Linked DNA regions of Zea mays: region 2 is linked to region 1. Evidence: chromatin contacts called from public Hi-C data. All regions are on one chromosome and are shown on one strand. Each heading gives the region's core, a stretch centred on a gene start, on an enhancer-like site or on the middle of the called end of the contact. The rest is flanking DNA. Distances are from core to core; before and after follow the strand shown.

What was found. A called contact is a pair of places that touch in the nucleus more often than the background predicts.
Region 2: a contact with region 1 is called in a Hi-C map of ear, with 2.2 times the contacts expected there. The contact joins the promoter of LOC103640990 here to the enhancer-like site in region 1. A contact is called at or near these places in 3 of 25 Hi-C or Micro-C datasets (ear, endosperm and leaf).

What each region holds. Positions count from the first base shown.
Region 1 is chr10:30,447,397-30,454,744 of Zm-B73-REFERENCE-NAM-5.0, forward strand. No RefSeq gene overlaps it. Among protein-coding and RNA genes, the nearest start is that of LOC100283010, 82 kb to the left of the region's middle. Within about 2 kb of position 3,210, at least 17 of the 20 cell types and tissues checked have an H3K27ac peak or open chromatin away from gene starts, as enhancers often do. A contact at or near this core is called in ear and leaf, where this site is marked.
Region 2 is chr10:30,642,804-30,650,151 of Zm-B73-REFERENCE-NAM-5.0, forward strand. LOC103640990 (probable serine/threonine-protein kinase At1g09600) reads left to right here and starts at 4,227. Exons shown (of 9, transcript XM_008664416.3): 1 at 4,227-4,690; 2 at 4,873-5,523; 3 at 5,589-5,873; 4 at 5,971-6,288; 5 at 6,385-6,612; 6 at 6,721-6,821; 7 at 6,894-7,002; 8 at 7,109-7,348. The coding sequence starts at 5,095.

The sequences.
Region 1 (7,348 bases), core at 1,960-4,459:
GTCGTGTGGTTGGAGATCCTCAACTGAGTATTAATCGATTCAGATCACCGTTACTTCTCGGACATGAAGACTTGGTCACTGACTTACACGTAGCAATCCAGTGAACTGAAGGGTTGATAAAAAGGCGGCTAGTATAGGCCAAGTGCTTGAACCAGGATAGAAATAACTCTAGATGCAGGTAACTTTACTTAACCTGACAATAAAACTGGATTTTTAAGGATCCACTATTAGTAAGCATATCTGCAAATAGAGTCTTTGATGCTTGATCAGCTTTACCTTGACTCCCTCAAGCCAGCATATCCTTGAGAGTCTTTTTATTTTGTTCAGGTAAGACTTGCGAAAGTACACTCCGTACTCAGGGTTTTCGAACCGATGTTGTTGTAGGTGAGGAAACAACAGAGTTTTCTTGTTTATGTTCAAAGGTGGTACCAAAAGAGGAGCCAAAACAGTGATCGTGCATGCGGGAGGATGTTTGCCTCCCAGTTTGAAAGCAATAAACTTTTGTGCGGGAGGGTGTTTTGCCTCCCTGGTTTGTAATAATACTTTATGCACTCATAGCACCCGTACTGTAATAATACTCTTTCTCTCTGTATTTTATGAATGTAAATTAAGTCATTGTAATCCGCTTCCGCTTATTATTTCCTCCGATGTGATGTAATGTCTACGTGATGGGTGAAGCGCTCTTGGGCGATATGATGTTGATACAGAAAACCGAACTTGTTGAGTGATTATGTGCATCTGCATGGTGTTCCGAGGTCCTTGGGACAAGGGCATCTGTATGTGGGCCTAATACATTGGGAGGTTCTGTCACAATAGTTTATGGGAAGAGCACATGCAAGACTCCCTCGTCTGACCGCCATCGCAGCAAAATCAACCCGAGAACCTCCCTGCATGCAACTCCCCTACTGCCCTTGCCCCTTTCGGGTAAGGTAGTCTTCCACTAGCTTTCCTAATTAGTCAGCCAAGGGCGTCCCATACCACCCTTGTGGTGGCACTGTTTTCCCGGGTGGTTCACCATGTTCCCATTAACATAATGATCTTATCATGAACAGTAAATAATAAACTGATAACAAAAGTGTGAACATGAGTAATGTTTATCTCTGTACCCAAAACCACATAAAGCAATAGCATATACTACCCAAAAAAATTCAGTGGTAAAACAAGGTATAAAGATAGCCAAAAATAGGGTAACCTATTGGATCCCATCAAATTAACGTATGCAGGTCATTATGATTAATAAGAACATGATTAGGTAAAAAGGAAGTGATCAAGGGCACAACTTGCCTGGGACTTGAGATTACAGGTACCAGGATGATCCTCAGATTCTCGTGACCTCACTGCTAGTCGTAGCAATATAAACAGACATGGTATAGACAAAATTAACATTACACCAAACATTAGAACAAACTGAATAATAATGATTTACGCGATGCTACGAGATCGTGGGATTGAGAACTACTAAGATCGGAGTTACGATTAAGGAGTTATGATTTTATAGAAGATCTGTGTGATTAAAATATTAAACTATACTATAAATTGGTTAATATAAATCATATGAGAGGTTATTCTATAAATAATTATCTCAACTTTAATCTAAGTTATAAATTGACCATAGATCATATTCTAGTAGATTATAATGATAAGTAGTTTAACGAGACCAACCAACATAAGTTAAATAAAGATCTAATTATAAAATAACAAGACATGGTATAATAAATGTTGTTATTGCATAGTAAATATTCATATAAGCTAAAGCAACTGGAAAGGTTTAGTTCGGAGTTATAGATTTTAAGTTATGAATTTCTAAAGATTTTATGTGTTTTGTACAAGATTAACTAGGATATAAATTTTAATGTGACTTTCATGTCAAAATAGTGGCACTAATTGATAAACAATAATATTATAAAATTATAGAAATTGGAATAGATTGATTTGGTCTTCATATGAATTTTCTATGAATTAAACCAATTCTAGCAATTATTTTTGCATTAAAAAGTATTTTCCAAATGAATTTATTTGATTTTCTAATTATCTAGACCGAGCGCATCATTACCAGAGAGTCCAGGGGCTAAACCATAAATGTTACGTAGACTCAGAACTCCCCCGCCAGGACTGCGGGTTATTTCCCTCAAAACCCAAGGTCTCTTTAGTAAAAGGTTCTAACCGAATGGGTGCGGGCTAATCCTAGCCGCCCGATTCACAATCGACGTTCCAGATTAGATCGAAGCCTCGCGAAATGGTACGCCACCCGAGCCCCAGGATCCAAGATCTACGCCCCGGATCCCACTACGTCTTTACCGCACACAAGCCCTCGGATGAGTCGCCAATGGCTCGGATTTAAAGTGTGAAGGGGTAGGCTCCCGCGCCTAATCTCAGCCGTCTACTCGAAGATCCATGGCTGAAAGACCCGTCTCCTACCCCGCGTCCCCTAGACGGCGGTGCCGGCCAATCTCCCGCAGTGGAGGAGCCCGACGAGATCCACGCCCGGCGCTACGTTCATCATTTACCCAAACTAAAAAGTGCTACACGAAGCGGGAATCGATGCGTAGCAGATTAGGGTGACATTACACGAAGCTATAGCGCGGGTGATACCGCCCACGACATCCATGCGGACCCACGGTGGTGACATACTCCAGCGTCAAATTCCTAACGCACAATCATCCCATTGCCTTCTCAAATCGATGCTACTTATCGCAGACGTGGAGAAGAAAGCTTGGAGAGGTTTCTCACCGGCAATTGGGCGGTGTTTAGGTCTGGCGACGTTGTGGGGTGTCTCTGCAGCTTCCGTGAAGTCCGTCAATGAACTCCCGTCGCCCCGGACTCTTCCCACGCCCAGCGAGGCCCCACACGCGATAAGCACGATCCTTCGAGACCTCAAGGGAACTCGCCAGAGCCTAGACGACGGTGTGGTCGAGTTGCCCGCGGCGGCGTCTTCAAGCTCTCCCTCTCTTACCTCCTAATCGGCCGTGGTGGTGGGCAGCTTTCGCGTTTTTCCCGGGTGCTGGATCATGACGCCGAGACAGTAACAGCCCGCAAAATTCAAGCAAGTGGGCGCTCGCCTGAGGTCTCGGTTGATCCGTTCGCAACGGTGCCGTCCGAGTCAAACAGGGAAGAAGACCCTACTGTCGAGGGGGTCCCACAAGCAGTGAGTGAGTGGGGCGGTACGCGCGTAAGCACGACCGGGTCCACGAGTCAGTGCCAGCTTTACGTACGCGCGCGCGGTGAGGAGTGAGGCTGGCGGCTAGGGTTTTGGCACAGTGGAAGCGCGCGCGGTGGAGAGTAGAAGCGGGACGGCGCGGGGTAGTGGGCCATGAGGAGCAAATTCGACCCATGCAGTGGAGGTGAACCTTTTCTTTTATTTTGTTTTCTGTTTTTTTTTCTATTTCTATTCCCATCTTCAATATTCAGATTTAAATAGGGGTTTCAAATTCTAATTTAATTGTAACATCTAGAATAACAACATGAAGGCAAAGTATATATTTTTATAGACTTATATATTTATTTTAAGTATTTTTGTTTCCTTTGCCTCCTCCTTTTCTATTTTATTTTCTATTCCCCTTTCTCTTATTCTCAAATTCCAAACTAAATTTAAATTCATGTTTGAACTTTGAATTCACAATTCTCTCTTGAATAATACTTTTGCTCTTTGAAATTTTATTTATTTATTATTTATTCTTCTTCCCACCATTTAATTCTAGCAATAGTAAATGACTTTAATACAATTTCCTTCCTCTTTTCTTTTTGAAGTTAAACATTCAAAGGCATGAGAAATACAGGAAGGTTTCAAAAATCCCTAAAGCGCGATTCTTAAATTTTTTATTTCATTATTATTATTATTATTGTTTTTTCCTACCAATTTTGGGCTTTACAAATCCTACCCCCCTTAACAGAAATCTCGTCCCCGAGATTTGAATGAAAAGGGATGTATACTCATATGGTCTCAACACATATGCACAAACAAAAATCTCAGCATGATGCATAGTTTATTAGCAACACATGGGTCAAATAGACCTTATTATTCCTCCTAAAATAGTATCATACCATCTACTAACTAAAGTAACATTTAGGTCTTACAAATAGTAGTATATATATATATATATATATATATATATATATATATATATATATATATATATATATATATATATATATATATATATATATATATATATATATATATATATATTTATGTAGCTTGGTGGAGCTGGTGGTGGTGGAGGTAGTGGGTGTTGTTGTTGTTATCTTTCCAACCGTGCTTGCCTTATTTCTTAAAGTATCTCCAGCCGGTCCTGACGTATTTCCTGGCGTTCTTGTCTTATCTGATTTTGCATTTCGGTAACTATGTTTGTCATTTGTTGTATTACCATCATTTGGGCAGCAACCACTTGATCGATTCCAACCGATGGAGGATCTGGAGGACTCATTTCTGTTTGCTGTTGCCTGATAGTCCTCCCTTCCTGGTATTGACCATCTGAGTTAGAAGCATATGGTAAAATAGTTTTTTAAGGAAAATTATTTGGTAGGCAGAACGAATAAGCTAGTAGCTGGTTATGGACTGAAGAGTCTTTGGCAGGGCTTAATCTATTGTTTTATATCAAGCTTGGGATAACTAGTCGTATAAGGTGAATATACAAAGGTAAAATAATATCTGTTAAGATGAGATAGATATGGGTGAGATAGACTTACATGGTGTAGGTCAAAATCTTGTTTGATGTTAGGTGAGGATAGACAGATTATACAATCCATCATGACTCTATGGGTTCGGTTAGCTCATGGTTGAGTTGATATAATGTGCTAAATTAAGTTAACACCTTAGAAGGGTCCAAGTTCTATTAATCTGTTTAAGCAGACCACATTGGATTAGATCACACTAGATCACATTAAATTCTATACTCCTATTTAAGAATACCATTTAGTTAAGCATATCAAGCTGACTTTACCTTTATGAAATTCTAGTATATATTTTTTCTAAGTGGTATTTCCAATTAGTATTTTTTTATATACCAAAAATTTTCATGCCATTAACAGGTGTGGCATAGAAAACAAGGGTACATCATGTTTTAGCTATTTGGTGAGTGTAGAGAAGGTTTGGGGGTAAAAGAAAGTTAAGTAAGTGAGATTTTTTTATTCCGGATGGTGGATCTTGTTTCATCTGAAGGTCTGTTTCTATCCATATCCTTCATTGTCGAGGTTAACCTTCTTTTTGGGTCTGATTTAGGGACCATCAGTCTTGGTGTTAGATACTATCATCCGAGTTGGGATAACGATTACGGGTACATGGGGTAGGTAGGTTGAACAGAGTTTTACTTTGTTTTTGGGATAAATGGGTTGGGCAAACTATAACATAGGGTAGGTCGTGGTTTCTCGGACGAATTGGTCTATGACACCAATATAGGTTTAAAACCCATTTATAGGAATATGGTCTATCTATGTTGCCAGTATTAACTGACTTGTTTAAGTCACTCCCTTTAGATTGGATCATATTATATTAGGTAGGGTCTAGATTAAATTGCATATAACTAGATTAGACTAGTTTAAGTTGATTAGATCTACCAGGGTAGAATAAATACTATTAGGATATGTTATATTCTTTTGAGATAGGATAAATTATATGGTGTAAGCAAGTCAGAATCTCTGTTAGGTTAAAACAGAGGGGTTATGCAACTATCGGGTGGTTAAGGTAGTTGCATATGGCCAGGTTGGACTAAGATTCCATTTTAGATTAAAACATATTTATAAGACTAGGATCCAATCTTATTTTACCAGTATTATCTGACATGCTTGTCCATTAGGTTAGGTCTGATCAGATTAGATGGGATCAAAATTAAATTGGTGTAATCAGATTAGACTAGATAAGATCTACTTATTTTATTTTGGAATAGATCATGTTTGTTACACTATTATGAGATAAGCAAAGTGGTGGGGATAAATATGCTTATTAGGACAAGATGAGTCTCTAAGAATAAGATAGAATCTTTTGAGATTAGTTAGATCTATTTGGATAAGATGGAAATCTTTTCGAGATGAGATGAATCTATTAAGGTAAGAGAGTATCTTTTAAGATAAGATGGATCTATTAAGATAAGAGAGAGTCTTTTAAGATAAGAGGGATCTATATAAAATAGATACACTTTAATGGAGGATAATCTAAGTTGTTTAGCTATCTCATGGATTTTATTTTTTATATTTATGCCTATATGTATATGTAGATGTAATTATGGACATTACTCCACGACTCATCACACTCAATCAAAGATCCAAATCAAACAAGCATCATAAGAACAAGCACTCAAGCGTATAGATACCTAAAAAATAGTTTTGTTTTTGGTTCCTAAGAATAGGTCTCCTATTCCTAAAGGTCACTTTAGGCACATGATTTCAAAAGTGTGAAATCCACATTTGTCTTTAGAAAGAAAAGGTAAGAATAATCAGAGTAAAGCGGAAATAGATGAGAAAAGATTAAGGTAAGTTTAGAAAGAATCACAGTATGGTAAGTAGGTAATGGTTTTGTCCATTTCTATCTAGGTTTCGTCCTACAGTCAACATTCCTCTGATACCACTTCTGTCACACCCGGTTTTAAGGCACAAAGCCAGGTGCATCTCATATATGTGCCAAAGAAGACAACACATATAATAACAGAGTGTATAGAGATAAATGTCACAATATAATCAGAGTACTTATTATATAGTGGAAGTCTTACAAAATAAATTATAAATATAAATCGAACTAAAGTCCATCCTTGGCGCCACAAAGTCAACTGGGAGATGCCACCTAAATCGAATCGAACTCCTCAATGTGTGGCTCCACTTGAACCACCTGTTCTTCTCCTATGGGGGGGTGTGAGACAGCAAGGGTGAGCTCACACATGTTCATTGCTCAACAAGTTGTGGGGAATAATGTGCATGAACTCACCAAAGGTGGGAATTCATGTGAAGTGTAAGGCAGATCAACAAAACAAAGGTTGAAGCTGAGCATTGCTTTTATAAGTTGGTCAAAATTTTATTACCAGTTACTAAGTATAAGTAAATACCAAACCTTAGAAAAATAGATAGAAGTAATAATAAAGTAATCCTAATGCGATGCAAATGATAAATTGAATTTAATTCCATAAATTAATCATGTGAGTGTCCGAGTCGCTCATGACCGTGAGCATGGCTAGTATACTAGTTTTACACTCTGTAGAGGTTGTACCCTGTACCCACAAGTCGTGTATCCCATGTAGCCAGGGTTAGCTAGACCCTTAGACACTACCGAGGTGAATGTCTAGGAATCCACTACGAAGCCTTTACAAAGTTCCACTAGCTTCCGAAAACCCGCTACAGTTTATGGGAAGAGCACCTGCAAGAA
Region 2 (7,348 bases), core at 2,977-5,476, 200 kb after region 1:
TACTGCTCACAAGCTTCAGCTCCATCTATATTGTGGATGGCTTTTGAGTCTGTCCAATTTCCCTCAGCCTTTCTGGCAGCTTCCTGACTTCCATGAATTGCAATAGGCCCTTGTTCCGAAGGTATCTTCATGCATAGGTATGCTGGATGAAGAATTGCTTCGAAAGCATTAAGTGTCCCACGACCAATGATTGCATTGTAGGGGTATTCCATGTCAACAATATCAAACACAATCTGTTCAGTCCTTGTGTTGTGGACAAAACCGAAGGTCACTGGCATTGTGATCTTGCCAAGTGCTACGATCTGCCTTCCTCCGAAGCCACAAAGAGGGTGTGTAGCATCATGAATCTTGTCCTCTGGCTCTTGCATCTGTCTGAAGGCCTTAGCAAATATGATATCCGCTGCACTGCCTGTATCAACCAGAACATTGTGCACCAGAAATCCCTTGATGACATAAGATATAACCATAGTATCATTGTGAGGGTAATCCTTGAGCTGAAGGTCCTCCTGGGAGAAGGTGATTGGGATGTGGGACCATTTTGACTTGATGAAGGGTCCCTGCACCCCAACATGCTGCACCCTTCTCTGGGCCTTCTTCTTCTGCTTCTTGTTGGCCGGTTCTGAACATGAACCGCCTGTTATCGGGAGCACCATCTTCGTAACCGAAGCTACTTTAGCTTCATTGTTGAACGAAGCCATCAGCTCGACAGTGGAAGTGAGTTCACCGGAGGTGGGCACCAATGTTGGGGACTTGTTCTCAAATGCTATGAGTCAAGAACAAGGCAACACAAAGTGTTAAATGTTAATATCCTTCGTCCTTCGAAGCATTATTTCCCTTAGAATATAACGATCTTCGGACGAAGGTCATGAAGGTCATACCTTCATCATCATGGTATGCGATAATGAAAGACAAAGCATATGAAACATGAAAGATAACATGAATAATCATATAACATCATTCATATATCTTCATTATATAAACTTGAGTATTTAAATACAATATTTAATTATATTTGTACCTTCGGCTTGACAGAAGGCAAAAATCCAAGCGTTGTGCACAAGCGAATACAAGATAGCGTGTACAGTACAGGGGTATTGTTCATCTATTTATAGGCACAGGACACAGTCTATGAGAAATTACATTCATGCCCTTTACAAATGTTTACAATCATAGTACAAGCTATCTCGGGCCGATTGGTCATTTCATCTTTAAGTCAGTGCATCTGAAAATGTACTCCGAAACTCTTTGATTGATAGCTTCGGCTTTGTGTCAGTCTTCCGAAAGTGTTTCTTCTTATGGGACCTTCGGCGACGAAGCAGACCCCAACAGACCCCAAACAACCGAAAATCTTCAGTCATGTGTGCCTGCCCTGCATACTTAACTGAAAGATGCACATTTTTTGGTACAAGTTGCAAATTTTGGGTTAGCCAAATACCAAGCAGTTGAAGTAAACGCTGTTTCTACACGTGTGATGGGAACTTTCAGGTAAATCGTCTATGTGATGTTGGCACGCCCAGCTATTTTCCTTGCCCACATACATCATAATCTGCTGACGCATGAACCGATGCAATTAGTGACATAAGACTGGATTTGTCTTGTCTTTTATTTTCGCCTTCAGACATCCGACGCCAGAGTACACTGCCACAAATAAACAAAGTTAACGACCGGTCCGACGTTAACCATATATCAAGCAGATAAACAAGATGTTAATCCTGCTCCGTCACAAGACAAGAAGATGGGTTTCTTGTCATTATTTATGGTGGCTTCTATGCCGACCTGCTGATAGGCACTCTCAGTCGTGGGCTTTTCTATTTTACCATCAGACACACAAATCATAGACACAAATAGTCACACAAGTCATAGACATAGGGTGACATAATAGTAAAGAGCCCACAATGAAGTGACAAAATAGCAATTTTTTCGCTCATTAGGTGTAATTGGAGCTTACCTAGCCTCTGGCTTTAGCAACGTTCTGACAACGACTGCTCGAAGGGATATGAACAAGATGAGCTCTGTCAGTTTTCCACACAACGTTTTCCCTTCAAAATACATCACCAAGAAATTTGTTGTCCATGTATCAATCGAGAAGAAACACAGGCCTTTCACAGATTGATAGACTTTTAGCGAAACCTAATCTTAGTTAAATCGCTGACAAGTTGTTTTACTTTATTCACTCCGTCTTTGTTGTTCACTACACTCACGACTACGGTCACCCTCCCAGACGTCATTTATTGGTGAGTAGTAGGATGCATGCATCATCATTATCGTGAATGGCACATCAAAGGAGCAGGGAATCTCGTGCGAGCTAAATTTGGTAGAGTGACCTTTTCTTTTTGCTATTTCGACGACTAGGAAGATAATGGGACCCCTTCATATTATTAAGGCCAAGCAACTGATTAAGCTACTGTCCATGAGCGTCCTTGTGCCTCAATTATGACGTATGACCTCATGTCCGCATAGTCTTCACATCTTTTCCTTTTCCTCCTATTTAGAGTATTTCTTTCATTGCTTGAAATATAGGTTCGAAATGATTGAGTCTGAACTGACGCACTAGACACAAGCATGCAAAAACTGAGGTGGTACCAGCAATGAACAAATGGCCATCTCAAGTGCTCACTATTCCCCTATGTTTTTCTTATTGCAGGAAGACCAGACTAGCTCTGACAAAAGCGGTGATTTGGTGAAGGTTTTGAGGGAAGTAACTGTCGTGCAGAGGAACATTGCCAACTTGAAAGTGGAGCTATAGGGAAGAAAGGTGATGTTTTGATATCTAGTTGTTAGACTATCTTTTTCCAATATTTTGACAATGTTATGTTTTCTTACAAGCTTCTCTTAGATGGCAAGAGTAGCGTGTACCCTCCGTGACAAGAGGCTGGACGATAGAGTAACTGTGCTATCGGGTGGCGTGAAACCGTTCTGGTCTTGAGAAACCTGAAGACGGTTGACATATGCAAGGGTTAAGTGCTACATATATCGTGTGATTAGACATCAACAGCTGGGTATTAATTGATTCGGATTGTCGTTACTTCTCATATATGAAGACTTGGTCACTGCCCTACATCGTATTTAACAAGTGAAACTAGGATGTGATAAAAGAAAGCTAGATTAAGACAAGTGATTGATCTAGATTAGGATAATCTAGATTCAGGAAACTACTTAATTTGGCAAGTACAATGAAAGCTTGGGGACCAATTTTAGTAAGCTTTGATGCAATAGAGTTCTTGATTCTTGCTATACTTTACATTTATTCTCAAAATTCAACATATCATTGATAGTCTTTTCTTTAGTCAGGTAAGACTTGCGAAAATACCTTCGTACTTAGGGTTCTTTGAACCCATCGTTGCAGATGGTGAACCTTTGGAGTTTTGTTGCTTCTGCACCAAGTAGTCCCAAAGCAGAGGAGGAAACTTAAGTATTGGTTATGGAAGGTGCTAACCTTCCAATTATGAAATAAGTAGGTTGCACTCAAACCCTTATATTGTAATAACTACTCTTTCCTTATATTGTTTACTCAAACATCTGGATGTGAATTAAGTTATTATAACTCTTTCCGCTTTACTCCGATTTGTGTTGTAATGTCTATGAGATGTGTTAATCGCTCTTGGGATGTAAAGGAGAAGTAAGATCTTGTTCCTGTCAAGCTATTTAGCACACCTGTATAGTCGTTCTAGATTTTTGTGACAAAGACAGGTATGAGTAGGCCTAATATCTTGTGAGGTTCCAGTCGGGATGTATGGCAGGGCCTAGATGAACTTAACCCGGTATGCGTGCAACCCACGCAGCGCATCGGCCCACGAAGCGGTCGCGCACCGCGCAGAGAGGATTCGGACGCGGGACCAGACTTGCATGCATGCATCATGTAGCGCGTGGGTAAAGGAGGGGCTGCATGTGATTCCAAACGCGGAGGCAGGCTTGTATGCAAATGCAATGCACGTGAAGCACAAACATCGCACGATGGTGCTGCTTTTTTAATTAGTAGAGATAGATTTTTTTGGAGTATTTTTTAATATGTTAAAAAAGTTGCCCTGCAAAAATCTAATTTAATATAGTCACATTACAATTTACAGAATTTTCTTTTTGCTACAGTAGTTTTTATGTAAAATGAATTACACTATCATCTATCCATTAACCGCATCCAAATTGTTGGAGGTTATACACAGGAGGTATGAGAGAGAAGAAACATGACTTGTAACTATTTATAGATAAGAAGGGTAACCATGAGCTAATTTTAGCTCTCACAATATCTCCCATCCGTTCCTTTCTGAATACCTGGCCGTTAGCAATTTCTAATGGTTTGGTTCATTTCCTTTTGATATTTTTTTTTTAATTTTTTTTCGTGTATTGCTTTAGAGACAGAAAAAATAAAGAAATTTCTCTATGAAACTCCCTTACAGCGAAATCCCTATCTGTTGTTTGCAATCCAACTTTGTTGTGCATTAGTGTTCTTGTACTCACCCCTCTGTCCAAGGACCAAAATGGGAAGCTGGTGTCGTAATGGTTTATTGAAGGAAAAAAACAGATTGATACCTGGTTCTTGGTTCATGTTGCTGGGATGCCTTCACACCAATCTGCAATTTTCATCATATTTGGCTGGTTTTTCCTGCTCCTGATCAGATTTTGAAAGAGCTAACCATTGCCCACAATCAACTTACTGTCGGTTGGGTCAGGGTGCTGCTAGCTCCTCCCAAAGGTAAAGTTTTTTTTTATCACGCCTAGTGTTTCATATGAAATCATTTGAATTGGAAAAAACTTGTGTGCTACATAGTAGTTGGTTTTGATAGATTAGCCTGATTCATAAAATTCCAAACGTTTTAATTTGCTGGCCTTCTTCAAACTGTTGCCCAAATTTGACATTATTTTCACGCATTTCAGTTTCTCTCCAATATCTATACAATTTGTGCCAGTCCATCTAATCACCCCGCGCCCCTAGAGAATAGGCATTGAAGAAACTGGTAGCCTGTTCCTCAAGATCATATATAGGGGGAAAAAAGCACAAAATAAAGAACGAACTCATCTGCTGTTCTTTCAATAATTGTATGGTCATCACGGATACAATCAAAAGTCAGTAGCAAGACTGGGAAGCTAGCTGAGGAGATGGTCATTTGTCGTCAAGTGCAGAGATTAGCAAGAAAAACCGCAAAAATTGGTCTCAGTGCAATCAGCTCGTTCAAGAAGAAGGCCCTGCATCTTATGGGCTGTCTTTGCTCCAAAGGCGCCAAAGAAGATGCCAATGCCGCTTCTGGACGCAGAACGCCGCCAAGGAGAAGTGAGCCAGCCACTGATGCGATCGCGAAGGACAGCAGCAGTTCAGCCGCGCTTAATAATGCAAAGACCAAAGGAAATCTGTATGGTGCAGAAAAGGTGGTAGTGTCTCTAGATGCTAGGATCAGCAGTGGAAACAACGCAGAGTTTAAAGGGCTTAATGCAGTCTCTGGCTGGCCATCTTGGCTCGTGAATGTGGCACCTAAAGCAGTAGAAGGCTGGTTGCCTCGGCGAGCAGATTCCTTTGAGAAACTGGCCAAGGTAAACTACTTACTGAGTGTATACCATGCATGCAAATTGCTAGAATAGATTGTTTTGCGTCGCAGATTGGGCAAGGAACCTACAGTGTGGTGTACAAAGCCCGGGATCTGGAATCTGGGAAGATCGTTGCGCTAAAAAAGGTGCGGTTCGTCAACATGGATCCCGAGAGCGTGCGCTTCATGGCCAGAGAAATCCACATCCTTCGGAGGCTGGACCATCCCAACGTCATAAAGCTCCAAGGGATCGTAACGTCCCGCGTGTCGCAGAGCCTCTACCTTGTCTTCGAGTACATGGAGCATGACCTCGCTGGTCTCGTTGCAACTCCAGGCCTCAAGCTCACTGAGCCGCAGGTGGTTTAGTAGGTTTACCTTGTCCATCCATCCATCCATCACTTGGGAACGAACACTAAAACTGTAGCGCAAATAAATATATATATATATACACCAGATAAAATGCATCGTCCAGCAGCTGCTCCACGGCCTCGACCATTGCCACAGAAACGGGGTCCTGCATAGGGACATCAAGGGCTCGAACCTGTTGATTGACAGCAACGGGACGCTCAAGATCGGAGACTTCGGCCTGGCAATATCGTACGATCCCAGCAACCCGCAGCCACTGACAAGCCGCGTTGTGACGTTATGGTACAGACCACCGGAGCTTCTGCTGGGTGCCACAGATTATGCTGCTGCGGTGGACATGTGGAGCACAGGATGTATCGTGGCTGAGTTGTTTGCTGGCAAGCCAATCATGCCAGGAAGAACCGAGGTAGTTCTAATTTGATTATTGATGCTTCTTGTCGTTTTGCTTCCAGACATCGATCACCAATTAATATAATGAGCCCGAAATCGTTGCCATTGCCAGGTGGAGCAAATCCACAAGATATTTAAGCTGTGTGGCTCCCCATCCGAGAACTACTGCAAGAAATCGAAGGTGCCAGAAACTGCAATGTTCAAGCCTCAGCAGCAATACAGGCGGTGTGTCACCGAGACTTTCAAAGATTTACCCACTCCAGCTGTACTTCTCATCGACTCATTGCTTTCGCTAGAGCCAGAAGGACGTGGAACAGCCACCTCAGCTCTTCAAAGTGAAGTAATAAGATTCTTTTTTTTTTTTGCACTTAGCCTTCCGAGCTTGTGTTTCTTATATGTCTGCGCTTATGCCATCAACTCGCTTGTGTTTTTGGAATATATGCCTCAGTTTTTCAGAGCCAAACCACTCGCTTGCGACCCTTCGAGCCTACCGAAACTCCCACCAAGCAAAGAGTACGATGTCAGACTTAGGCAAGAAGAAGCCAGGAGGTACATGGTACTGCATCTGTGGATTTAGGGTTTATTGTGATGCTGACGTTCGCATTACTCTGTTTCATCAAGGCTAAGAAACGCGGCGGCACTTGGCGGGCCAGGAGCTGAATCTGTCAAACCTGGAAATGAGAGCCATGTAGTAGCCAGTCGCGCCATTGATATAGCTGCTCAAGTTAAGGTGAGTAGCTGCTTTAATCTATTAGTAGGCTTTGTCATCACAAATCAGGATACAAAAAAGCTTAAAACAAGATTAGAAATAATGTGAATGAATGCAACATCTGCAGCAACCCACGCATAGCACTTCGAAGAGCACCTGTGAGAAGTTCAGCGCCGAGGACAGTGTGCCAGGGTTCCGTGTAGAGCCTCGGGCACTGCCAACCTCAGCGCAGGTTCCTGAGTGTGGATCCACGTGGAATAACACAGGGGATCACCATCGTTCGGTCCTCGGCCGCGTTTGCAGCTCTGTTCGCGTTGCGAGGAAGAAAGGGCCATCGAATTCGAATACGCCACAGTACGACGCTGCA